Regions from separate parts of the Danio rerio genome. Here region 2 is linked to region 1. Evidence: chromatin contacts called from public Micro-C data. All regions are on one chromosome and are shown on one strand. Each heading gives the region's core, a stretch centred on a gene start, on an enhancer-like site or on the middle of the called end of the contact. The rest is flanking DNA. Distances are from core to core; before and after follow the strand shown. Region 1 has its middle 79 kb from the start of hdac4. Region 2 has its middle 130 kb from the start of lct.

Evidence for each region. Hi-C and Micro-C count contacts between places; a contact is called where the count stands out from the background.
Region 2: a contact with region 1 is called in a Micro-C map of caudal fin, with 5 times the contacts expected there. The contact joins two enhancer-like sites. A contact is called at or near these places in 2 of 18 Hi-C or Micro-C datasets (caudal fin and an unstated tissue).

The regions. Positions count from the first base shown.
Region 1 is chr9:47,958,494-47,965,040 of GRCz12tu, forward strand. It overlaps a transcript of hdac4 not described here. Among named protein-coding and RNA genes, the nearest start is that of hdac4, 79 kb to the left of the region's middle. Within about 2 kb of position 2,003, at least 12 of the 62 cell types and tissues checked have an H3K27ac peak or open chromatin away from gene starts, as enhancers often do. A contact at or near this core is called in caudal fin, where this site is marked.
Region 2 is chr9:48,079,064-48,085,875 of GRCz12tu, forward strand. It overlaps a transcript of hdac4 not described here. Among named protein-coding and RNA genes, the nearest start is that of lct, 130 kb to the right of the region's middle. Within about 2 kb of position 4,203, at least 24 of the 62 cell types and tissues checked have an H3K27ac peak or open chromatin away from gene starts, as enhancers often do. A contact at or near this core is called in caudal fin, where this site is marked.

The DNA.
Region 1 (6,547 bases), core at 753-3,252:
TATGCAATGCACTGCATGAACACCAGACTTGCTCATCCCAGTCGATCAAATTCAATGAAATGTTTTCAAATAGAGATATTCAAATCATTTGGTCAAATAAAATTCATAATGCAATATTTAAAGCAGCAAAACAAAATATCACAATTTCAGATTTTTCCAATCATGCAGCCCTATGCAATACCATGGTAAATAATCAAATTCTGCACTCTTCTGCAGTCAGTGGAAATCTTTCAGAATCAACTTCACAATTCTTCAGGTTTAGTCCAACCGAATTGGTAGAAAAACATAGAAGGTAACTATAATATAGCAGCTGAATCGCCAACAGAAGTTTCACAAGCCATTATTCTTGTCTCCACCACCACCACCACAAAAAAAGGGTTCAGTTTGATCCTCTGTGCAGCACGCACCACCTCAAACACGGTGTCAAACTGTCTTTAAAACAGTAAGGCCCTGGGGCCTGTTTCAACCATTTTCAACACTGAATGCACAAAAACCAGAGGATCTGCACCACTAGAGGGCTTCCTTTAGGCTTCACTTTCACACACTCACTCTTTCACTGATTTACACTCTCAGCTCTGCACGAACACCTGTGATGATCATAGCAAACAGCACTTTCAAGAGCAAACACATCATCATCATCATCATCTGATTTAGTGTCTCCCTCCTGCATTTTACAGATGTGTGATTTAGTGCTGGAACCCACAGGCGAGAGACGACATGTGAAATAAGAGAACAGTTTTAATTAAGAAAAAACTAGATACGCAATCCCTCCAGTAGGCATTAAGATTCATTTACAGGTCTTTGTAATCTAGCAGCGCCTCAAGAGAAGGGTTATTAGCAAATATGAACTTATTTGAACAGAGGACGAACAAAGCCATATTAAATTTGAATGCAACACAAAGACTGCACTGTACCTGTCAGTACATAAATAAATAAATAAATAAATAAATAAATAAATAAATAAATAAATAAATAACCAAAATAATAAAAATAACCAAAATAATAATAAATTTTAATTATTAATAATAATAATAATAATATAATAATAATAATAATAAAAATAATAACAATAATAGGTTAATAATAATAATAATAATAATAATATATAACCAAAATAATAATACATAAATAAACTCATAATTAATAATAAAAACAATAACCAAAATAATAATGACAAAGTTATAATAATAACAATAATAATAATAATAACCAAAATAATAATAAATAAATGAATTAATAATTAATAATAAAAACAATAACCAAAAAAAATAATAATAATAACAACAACAATAATAATATGATTAATAATGATAACGATGATTACAACTTAATAATAATAATAATAATAATAATAATAATCATATAAATACATAAATGTTAATAGTTTGTTTTACTATTGTGAAAATATCATTAATTTACATTATTTTGTTATTTAAATAGCAAGTGCAACAAACTGTATTTTTTTCTGACTACTGTTTATTTGTTTTTTTTTTATAAAACAGGCTGTTCCTGACTGGTAATTGTGATTGAAGCTGTTGTAAAATACAAACACAACTGTGACTGTTACATGGGGATTAATGCTCTAACTGTAAATCCACTGTTAACAACAGCTTCTTAGGGCTTTTTGCTTTATAATAACCTGGCCTATTACTGTACATTCACCAATACAGATGTGAAGAAAAAAATAGATATAAACAAATTCATACTGTACATGCCATAAATAATCCACTTATTTAAGTTGCGTTATAATATATTATAAATTATTGAAACTGTCCCCATCTACCTCAAGAGTGCCCGTCCTGTAGATCAAAAGCGGGTGTAAGAATATAAACATTACATCACCCTTTTAAAAAACAAACGTTTGAAGGCCTGTTGATGAGCTATTGATGCTGTCAGTCTGTACAAGTGGCCTGACCAGAGGCAGGACGTCCCAAAGGAACCAGTGTTTTCACTGAGGCTCCCCTTGAGGAAGTGATGACACAACCTCACCGCATTACAACACAGGTCAATGCAACAGCGCTATCTGTGGGCTGCATTTAATTCCCTTTAACACCTCTAGAGAGGAAACTAAATGAGTAAACACGCATTTGTAAATTCAAGACTAGAGTCGCTGGAGGTAGCTGCTAGATTTGCATTTAAAAAATACATTATTTAATTACCATTATAATTTTCTTTACAATTTAACTTATATTATTTTGTATTTAGTTTTATATTTAGTTAAATATTTACATACATTTATTTATAAATTAAAATATTTAGATTTTATTTTATTTTATTTTATTTTATTTTAGCTTCCACACTTTCATGAACAGTAGATTCAAGGACTTTCCCCAGGCCCGGTGTTAAACATCACTTGACATTACGTATATATCACTGTATAAGTCGTATCTATAAGATACCTCATATTGCTGCTATTCCTATTACTTTGTATAATTTTTTGCACATTATTTTTTGCACATATTTTTCTCATTATTATTTAATTTTTGTTTATCTATACTTGCACTGTCTTTGGAGCGGACCAGACCTACATTTCACTGCTGGTCATACTTTGTATTATTATGTATGTGACAAATAAAACTCTTGACTTGACTTGACTTGAAGAACTTTAAAGCAACACATATATATATATATATATATATATATATATATATATATATATATATATATATATATATATATATATATATATATATATACAGTTGAAGTCAGAATTATTAGCCCCCTTCAAATTTTTTTCTTTTTTGTTTTATATTTTCCAAATTATGTGTAACAGAGCAAGGAAATTTTCACTGTGTGTCTGATAATATTTTTTCTTCTGGAAAAAGTCTTATTTGTTTTATTTCAGCTAGAATAAAAGCCGCTATTAATTTTTAAAACACCATTTTAGGGACAAAATTATTAGCCCCTTTAAGCTATATTTTTTTCCCGATAATCTACAGAACAAACCATGATTATATAATAACTTGCCTAATTACCTTAACCTGCCTAGTTAACCTAATTAACCTAGTTAAGCCTTTAAATGTCACTTTAAGCTGTATAGAAGTGTCTTGAAAAATATACAGTCAAATATTATTTACTGTCATCATGGCAAAGATAAAATAAATCAGTTATTAGAAATGAGGTATTAAAACTATTATGTTTAGAAATGTTTTGAAAAAAATCTTATCTCCATTAAACAGAAATTGGGGAAAAAATAAACAAGCGGTCTAATAATTCAGGGGGGCTAATAATTCTGACTTCAACTGTATATATATATATATATATATATATATATATATATATATATATATATATATATATATATATATATATATATTTTATTTATTTATTTTTTTTTTTTAAATCAAGCACCTGTGGAAATATGCATTTATATAATTTAGTTCCAGATTAACAATAATCTACATATTATATATCTACATATATATATATATATATGAAAAGTTACATTCTTTGCTTTTTAATGATCTAATTTCACTCAAAACTCTATCTAGGGTGTGACAGAGCACAGGTTAAGCTAAAGTGATGCAAATGCTAAAGGCAGGGTCCCAACGACTGTGCCTTTGTTTTTGGTTGATACTTTCCAGCTGGTCAGGCCAGGTGAAACCTCATGATCTATTCAAGTCCTTAAAACAAGATATTAAACTAAAACTCATGCCCATTTTCAATGTTTCCACCTCTGCCTCCTCCTAAAATGTATAATAGAAAGTGTCTCCATTTAGACACATCTGTCTCCATTTAGAGTAATTTTCAACTTTACAGACTACTCTTATCACTGTAAGAAACTCCTGTAGACTCTTGCAGGCTTGTGGACTTCTTTATGACTGCAGATTACCGACACACCAGATATTCTGTTTGTTCGAGTCTCCTGGACTGGGTTCTCATCATTCATTTTTTTCCCAACACACCTAACCCCAGCATATGTAGCTTGTTGCCACACTGTCATGGACACTTTTTGTTTACTTCGAAAAAAAAAAATGTTGTTACTTCCGTACGTATATCGTTTGTACTTTTCCATCCATTCTAGCTTTTTGGCTCTCTATCTCTCTCATCCCTTTCCATGCCTGTAATTTTCATTAGGTCTGCCTATGCCGACACCTGATTGGTCAGGAGACCGGTCTATTATCATTTGTGGACGCCAGGAAGAGCGTAGAGAAGCGCACTTTTCTTTGGTCTTGTTTTCATTTGGGTAAAATTCTTGTGCACCCTTTTGAGATCTGTAATACAACAATAAAAATGTTGTTTTATTTGTTTGTTACTTTGATGGCCAGCTCTTTCCCATGCCATACTGAGCTACCATTGTCTAAATGTTGTATGACTTCCATCTTGCAAACACGTTCGTAACTTGATGTTAGAGACACCAGGTAAGAAGTGAACACCGTCTTTTGTTTTTTATGTATGCGACATTATGCATTGGTGATATTCAAATGTAATTACTGAAATCTTTATAAAATGTGCATCATGTCAGTGTTACTGTACATAATTTCAATTAAGTATTTACACTGAAAAGCACCCCTGTGTAAAGATCTTCTTTAATACTGTGCTCTGCGCAAACTCATCTTAGATGACCTGAAGGTGAGCAAATAAACAACATATTTATATAGGTAAAATATCCAATAAACCACAGAACTCATTTAAAGCATTTAACACAAGCAACAATAGCTATGTTTCCATCCACCAAAAAAAGTTGATGGAAACGCTATGATGCGCATAAATTTTGAAAATGCGCATAAAAACCGTATGCGCCTAACTGGGTAGGATAAACTTTTTATTCGATAAGAAAAGATGCGCATAAACTACGATGGAAACACTTTTACCGCACAAACTCCAGCATGCGTATTAAAAAAGGTCATGTGATTTTGTTAAAAGAGATCATGTGATGCTTAAAATGTGTGAATGGATAAAACGTCAGGCTGAGCACATTATAAAACATCTGAAATGTTGTTTTGGTCATTATAAAACGCCTTACCGTTTCAGTATTAATGTTATTATATTATTAATGACCTCCAGAATCAAGAGCGCCTGTGCTCCGCGTCTGACACCTTCAAACACCACTGCACGCTCACTGCTTGTCAGGATTGTCTTCTGAGGCACATTCATTTAGAAAAGATTGATGCAGCTTCTCCTACTGCAGCAAATGCAGTTTTTACTGTTGATATTTGGCGCCAGTTAATCAGGAAGTGATGATTTTTTTTGCTTTGACTCGTTGGATGGAAACGCTGATTTATTCGCACAACTTTTGTGCGATAATCCAGTTTTGCGCATAAAGTTTATTCGCATTTTTGGATGGAAACATAGCTATTGATGTGATGAAACTGAAGGTGTTAAAAATGCTAAGAGGTTATGGCCTACAAAAAAAAGAAAAACACATCATCCTTGCCCTACAGTATTACTGCTTGACTTCAAACTCACCTTGCTCTTCATGTACTTTACCCCTCCAAACCCAATTTTACCCAATCATTTCTAATAAAACCCTTAGCCAGAAAGATCACACCACAAACAGACCCTTTTACGCACTGACATTCTTATTCATCCACATCTAACCGAGTCTGTTCTTGACTGCATCTTCCACTTCATCGGTTGTGAACTTGTCGGTTTTGTCCCAGGAGAAAACAGATGAAGCACATTTAAGGCCGTACACATGCTGTTTTTAAATCTCCTTCCACAAGAAGATAAAAGTACAGATTGCAAGAACACGTCATAAAGCAAATTCTGTCTTCGTTAAAAACCGTTCAGATACATTCATCCCTGTTTTTTGCCCGAGGCGGAAGACAGACGTCTACATTTTTTGAATGTGTCCTGCATGCAGATCGCGCAGTTAAACATGAGGCCTGCTGAGAGCAAGTCAACCAACAGACATCAAACCAAAGGTAAGCAGTGACTAGATCCTATAAAATGACAGAAGGATTTGGTTTTCTGGGATCATAGTGAAGAGATAACAACCCGAAATTCACTGAAAACTGTCTATTTACCAGAAGAATAGCTGACCCAAAATGAAATTGCTCTAATCATTTACTCACACTCATGTCATCATGAACATGTGAACATGGACATATTTCTTTCATCACCAAAAGCATTGTAACCTTCTAAAAGATTGTAGAAATCACCAATTCAATTCAAGATGTCAAAACTTCATTCGTGATCTTCATATGGAAACTGATTTTAAATTAAAACTAAGCTTATGACGGAATCAAATCTTCTTGTTGAAGCTTTTAAATTGCACAGCATACAGTATACGGCACTACACATATACGGTATTATCATGTAGGGGTCTGCAATATGACTTTTGATCACAGACGATTAAAATCAGCTTTTGAAGAAATATCGAAGCATCGTGCACATTCTACCCGTTTCTACTCTATTTTTAAGTTGCACTGCGAAAATTACTGTACATTTTACAGTAAAAATATATGTAAATGCATACATATACTGTAAATGCGCAATTGATTTGCTGTATGTTATTGTATATTCTACAGGACATTGTTACTACAAATGATTTTTTGTAAATTACTCAGTATTTAACTGTAATAGGAGCTGTATTTTACTGTAA
Region 2 (6,812 bases), core at 2,953-5,452, 120 kb after region 1:
TGAGTGGAACATGCAGAGCCCAGACCTAAATAGATCTCAGGAGAGATCTGAAAATGCCTGTACATCGTCGCTTCCTATCCAACCTGACAGAGCTTGAGAGGTACTGCAAAGAGGAATGGGCAAAAACTCCCAAAGACAGGTGTGCCAGGCTTGTAGCATCATATTCAAAAAGACTTGAGGCTGTAATTACTGCCAAAGGAGCATCAACAAAGTATTGAGCAAAGGCTGTGAATGAACATGGGTATTCATATATTATTATGACTTTGACATCAGCTAAAGGACTGTTTTGATTTATTCATTAAAAAAAATCCCAGTGTTTTCCACATTATGAAAATGATTTCAATAAATCAGGCGTCACCAATTTTGTTCCTGGAGGTCTGGTGCCCTGCAGGGTTTAGCTCCAACTTGGCTCAACACACCTGCCTGAGTGTTTCAAGTATACTAATGCCGAGTTCAGACTGCATGATTTTCAAACTAGTCGTGTCACAGATGTTTTCACACTGCATGACTATCTGGGCTAGCGTTTCGTCGCTGCTTTGTTTACACTGCAAGATGGTTCGGCGACATGGACATTCACATTGCATGACTTTTCTATAGGGAGAATCGCCGACAACTTCGTCCAAACTACGTCTCACAGCCAAAAACATGTAGTATATCTTTTATTATTAACTACATAATGAGAAAGAAGCCTTTAATGGGGTAGAACATGTACATGTTTGCTCACCTGGGTTTAAAGGGAATTAGCCATTTCTCCTCAACGTTGATAATAAATTAATTTCTTTCTGTATGAAATGTCAAACAGACACGGTTGCTCCTGAGTCCTGTCAAACCTCCACTAGTTTTTCCTCCATTTCGTGGGTCCAAATAAACCGAAAAAGAGCTCTTTTAACTTCTCCCCCAGCCTCCCGCTGGCCTGCAGCAGGTATACACACACGCACACACAAGTGATGGCTGATGTTATTTTTAGTCAAAACTCAATTCACACGGCATGATTTGAATCGCCGACAGCTCCAGATATTTAGCATGACAAATATCTCACAGGCATCGGCGACTCATCTGCGATTCTCTCAGATCGTGTCTTTGATTGTTCATACTGTGTGATTGTCACTCACGTGCACGAGCACCGATTTGCCTGTGATTTCAGGCATTTGTTGGCGATTTCTCAAAACCTGTCGGCGAGCCAAAATCGGGGCTAAAATCACGCAGTCTGAACTAGGCATTAGTAAGACCTTGATTAGCCTGTTCAGGTGTGTTTGATTAGGGTTGGAGCTAAAATTTGCAGGACACCGGCCCTCCAGAAACAAGTTTGGTGACCCCTGCAATAAACTCATTCATTCATTCATTTTCTTGTCGGCTTAGTCCCTTTATTAATCCGGGGTCGCCACAGCGGAATGAACCGCCAACTTATCCAGCAAGTTTTTTACGCAGCGGATGCCCTTCCAGCCGCAACCCATCTCTGGGAAACATCCACACACACATTCACACACACACTCATACACTACGGACAATTGAGCCTTCCCAATTCACCTGAACCGCATGTCTTTGGACTGTGGGGGAAACCGGAGCACCCGGAAGAAACCCACGCGAAGGCAGGGAGAACATGCAAACTCCACACAGAAATGCCAACTGAGCCGAGGTTCGAACCAGCGACCTTCTTGCTGTGAGGCAACAGCCCCTGCAACAGCCCCTGCAATAAACTGTGCAGCCCTAATAGATGACTAACTTTAATTACAAAAACACAAACTTTTAAGTTAAATTAAATTGAATGTCTCTTAAAAAAAACAATAAAAAAACAATAAAAGTGAATGAGAAGTCCGGCACCAAAATGGAAAAAAAAAACCCTACTAAAAACGAAGTATTATACCGATGCAAATTACTCTTCAACTATATTCCAGTCTTCAGAAAGCACATTAAACCCTCAAGTAAGAGTGTGAACCTGAAATGCTTTTTCACAACAATAAAATCAGTCACGATCACCAATCCCTGAACAAATACTGACAAAATGTTCATTTCTGGCTGAACTGTTCCTTTAAGGAGCTCATTTCCCACCATCCTACATCTACCCAGAGACACAGCAGATGACATCAGGCCTCAGGGACATTAAGACGATCCTCGAAATAACACTGCTCGCGACAAACATCCAATTTTCCAGTTAGGGGACAACCTTTCTGCGGATCGCCAGTCGTACTTGTCGCCTGTCCAGCCGCATTTACCACCTACAGTTACACCCCGTCTCCTGTTATCGCTTTTCCTCGCTAAGCATCATGTAAGAGAGGCTGGAGCCAAATTCTGCCTCTCTTCCCTCTCTTCAGCCACAGATGCAGCAAACGGTGCAATCTGCCAATCTCCATGAGTCATCCAGCACTGTTAATTATGTCCCCTAAGGAGGAGAATTGATTAGCGAGGGTCTCAAACTGATTTAAATTGTTATTTGAGACTATATAAAGCGTGGGCCTAAACGTTGCCATTTAGTCACATTCACTAAGCGCTGTCGTTATTCAGAATCCTACTTTGCCAAGTCACACAGATTGCATGTGTGGAGAGAGAGAGGGAGGGAGAGAGAGATAAGAGAGAGAGAGGGAGAGAGAGAGAGAGAGAGAAAGAGAGAGAGAGTAAGAGAGAGATAAACGATGCTGGGTGAAAATGCCTTTCAAGGTGAGAAAGTTTCTCAGTTTAGTCGATAAGTGGAGTTGTGCAATGAATTATTCAATCATAGACAAGTCACTATTGGTTGAGGAGAATGTCAATCATGCAAGCCTATATTTCAACTGATAACACACAAAAAGAGATGCAAATATGTCAGAAAATATCTAAACTATCAAAATGTTAGTGTATTTAGATTGCTTTTGCACACCAATAATGATTTTTTTGTTCAAAATAAATTATATTATATATATTATATAAATTACTATGTAAATTATTATAAATTAAATAAATTATATTCAATTATATTAAATATTATATTATATCAAATTGTATTAAATTATATTATATTACATTATATTATGTTATATATATATAATACAGCGGAATGAACCGCCAACTATTCTGGCATACGTACGTTTTATTATATTAAAATAAATATAAATTTATTATAATAATAATATAATATATATTACAGTATATTAAAGATTTTTATATGACAACTGAAATTTTTTAGGCTTAGTTAAGCTTTTTTTGTACGTTTTTACAGCCATTTATGATTATTTTATTAGCCTTTTACATTTCTTTCCACAATCTTGCCGACAGCAAACACATGGACATTAGTGTATATCCAGTACAAGTGAGATTACTCTTGAGTAATTGGATTAGTTGACTAGCTAACTAGTTAAAAAGCTTAATCCCGCAGATAATCCCACAATCTCATTTTAAATCTAAACAAAAAAAAATTCTATTTCTATTAGCTATTATAAAATTATTGGCGAAAGAAGAACTTAAAAATAACTTGGGATTATAATTAACCAGAAACCACAGTTCATACCATGTTACGTTACATGTGATTAATGAATTTCATGACTGTTAGACTTCACAGAAAACTATAAAGTGCTGTTTATTTCTGTTTTTTTCCATCTGTTTTGTATTTTGCATATTTTTTGATAATTTTGTGTTGCCTATCCAGATGCGCTCCGCTACAAAATCATCCCAGCCAATGTAAAACTATGAATTCTTTCAAAAATGTTACTTAAATTTTATTCAAATTGCAGAAAAAACAAAATATCGTGCAGCCTTATATATACACTATACATTTTTTAACTGCATTATAATGACTGGGATTATATTTGAGTTGTTGGAAAAACTGATTTAATTGTCATTAAATCAAAAATACATTAAAATAAAAAGGCTTAAATGTCATTAAATACTACTTTCTCATGTTTTTCAAAGTGAATTAAAAGCAAAAAAATAAGTAAATAAATAAATAAATAAAACTTTCAAATCCATATAAAGCCATACAAGATCACTGAACAACTACAGCAACAACAAAAAAACAGTGTGAACATTAACTGTATGTTGTTTGTTTGCAGAAAGTGCACAACTAGGGTCATGCAAGTCTGGATTAACTCTCTGCTGCCAAGATCTGAGAAGGGCTGCTTTGACCTTCTTCCTGTGGGGCCTGGAATTTACAAGGTCTGAGCGCCGGTCCTTGAGAGCCGGAATGTGGAAAGACGAGTGAGTTTCCTACAGGCTGTGATTAAAGCCTGGATTTATATGCCTGTGCATGATGCCACATGCTAGAACTGCAACCAGCAGCTATGTGTGACAGCAGCCCAGACCGACAAGCATGATATAACCAGCAGCACAGGACAGCACAGACGTCACCACACCAGAAAACCTGCCAACCCTCATGTTCTGTCTGATCCTTCACCTCAAGACCGTTTTTAAAGTATCAAAAACAATATTTAACCCTCTCGTGTGGAGCTAGCTATGGAAAATTTTAGACCATTACAAAATACTCTAGCCTTTGAATTTAAAGGGAAAGTTCAGCCAATAATGAAAATCCTCATTGTTTATTCTCCCTCATCTGGTATTAATAAAAATCTATATTAACCCTCATTGAAAACATTTGTTGAAACTGAATGAATACATTTATAATTATCTATAAAATATAATAAACAAATTGCAAGCAAGAATACCTAACATCAAGCAAAAAAATTTAAATAAGTAGTGCTTTTTGCTTTTCCGGAGAGTCAATCTGTATTCACCAACATAATCAACTGTATAGTCTTCATTTAAATTAATAATTCAGCCAAATTATTCTTCATTAAAGTTATAATTGTATGTTATTGTGCCAAATGCATTAAACTCTCTTAAAATGCCTTTAAAGCACACGCAAATGATAAAGCTTCACTCTGTTGGTTATACGTTGACTTCAGATGGTTATATATGACTTCACAAATCTCTCAAGTGTTGATCAAATATAATCCCAACTCCACATATCATATCCCACGATGTGACTACTTTGGACACACATTGCAATATCGATGCTGAAATGATACATTGTGCAGCCCCATATATTATAACATTAAAAATGTATAAAAAAAAATTGGTAGGCCTTTAGAAAATTCTCCGTTTCTTTTGGATTTAAAGGGATGGTTCACTCAAAAACGAAAATTATTTTTCATTATTTATTCCACCTTATCTGGTATTAGAAAAATCAATATTTGCTGAATTAACCCTGGTTTTCAAATCACAACATGTTGTTTCTGCTGAAGAAAAGACTGTTCATCATGGCTTTAAAAATGTAAAAATGTGTAGATCTTAAAACAAATTCTCAGTTTCTACTGAAGTTAGATAAAAGAGACTTAAAATTCCCTCATCACTTATTCTCCCTCATGCGGTATCAATAAAACAACTATTATATATATTTACCGAATTAATTATCAAAAAAATCATATTTCTACTGAATCTAAAAGGATTGTTCACCAAATAATAAAAATTTACACTGTAATAAAATTGCAGGGCTCCACATATTTTCTTAATGTTGTCCCAACAAAAATTAAGTTAACTGAATTGATTTGACAAATTTAAGTAGATTGTACATGAAACAATTAAGTTGTCTCAAAAAACATCAAGAATTGTGTTAATTCAGCTCATTTTAAATAAGTAGTTTGAACAAACAGCAAAGACATTTACCTCATCATCTACTCCTCTTTATCTGATATTAATGCAATCAATATTTGCTGAATAAACCCTGGTTTTCAGGTTTTAGGGCTGGGAGGTAAAAATCGGTATTGACATTTATTGATCGAATACCATTGTCAATATCGATAAAAAAAAAAAATTAAAAAAAAAAAAGAAGATTTGGTATGTAGTTTTGGTATGAAGCACTATAGTTTTATTTAAATGCTGCTGCTGGGTGTGTGCCTTGAAAGCAATGCCAATAAGCTCAGGATGTCTGTTTGTCATTTCCAATGGAGGCGTGTGACTTGCATGAAACACACATGATCCTAGTTCCAGGAGAACCTAGTTGAAAAACATTTGAACTTTTTCGAATGCCCCGGGCGCACTGCTAACCAACCAGAACTAACCAATCTGCTTCACACTTTGTGAGGAATATACACATTTCAGTAATAATGGTAGACTAATGACCTCAGACAAACACAGCACATCCAAACACTGCAGCGCTTTTTACTTTTCTCCATAAACTTGTATCAGAGATGCAGCAATCTGTCCGATTTTCATCCTCTGAGAGAATGGTCAATGGTCGACTAGTTATGAGAGACGCCATAGAAAATGGTGAAGGAAAGCACATGTGCGCACTTGTCACTTCAGGTCAAAATAACAACACACTAAAGATTAATTTGGCTGCGACTGTTTGTCAACTGCGTGAAAATACAGGGTGCTTTCAGGCCCAGGTGTTTGTTTCAGAACCTGTTTCATTTGCGAAGTTAGCGCAGTTTGTCTGGCGTATGTGAATCACGCAATTACGCTCGGTCCGACTTAAATCAATCAGTCCGAGAACGCCTGAATGAGGTGGTCTCGGCTCGATTGAGCAGATCGATCGTAGTGAGAAAACAAACCAATCAGACAAACTAGGCTATATCACAGTGTATTATGATTGTGTAATAGCCATACATACGACTATGTGTAGAGAGAATAATGAGTAGGGCAGGATGTCATTCCTACCGGTAAATATGCGTTTCATGTCTAATACGAAAGTGAAAGCATACTGAAATATTAGCGAAAGCTGTTTATCTGTTAGGAAAATTGACCAAAAATGACCATCTGAAAAAATTTTCATATTTAATCTTATAATATTTTGTATTAGGCCTATTGTTTTGTACATTTCTGAACTGACACCTGGAAAGAAAGAT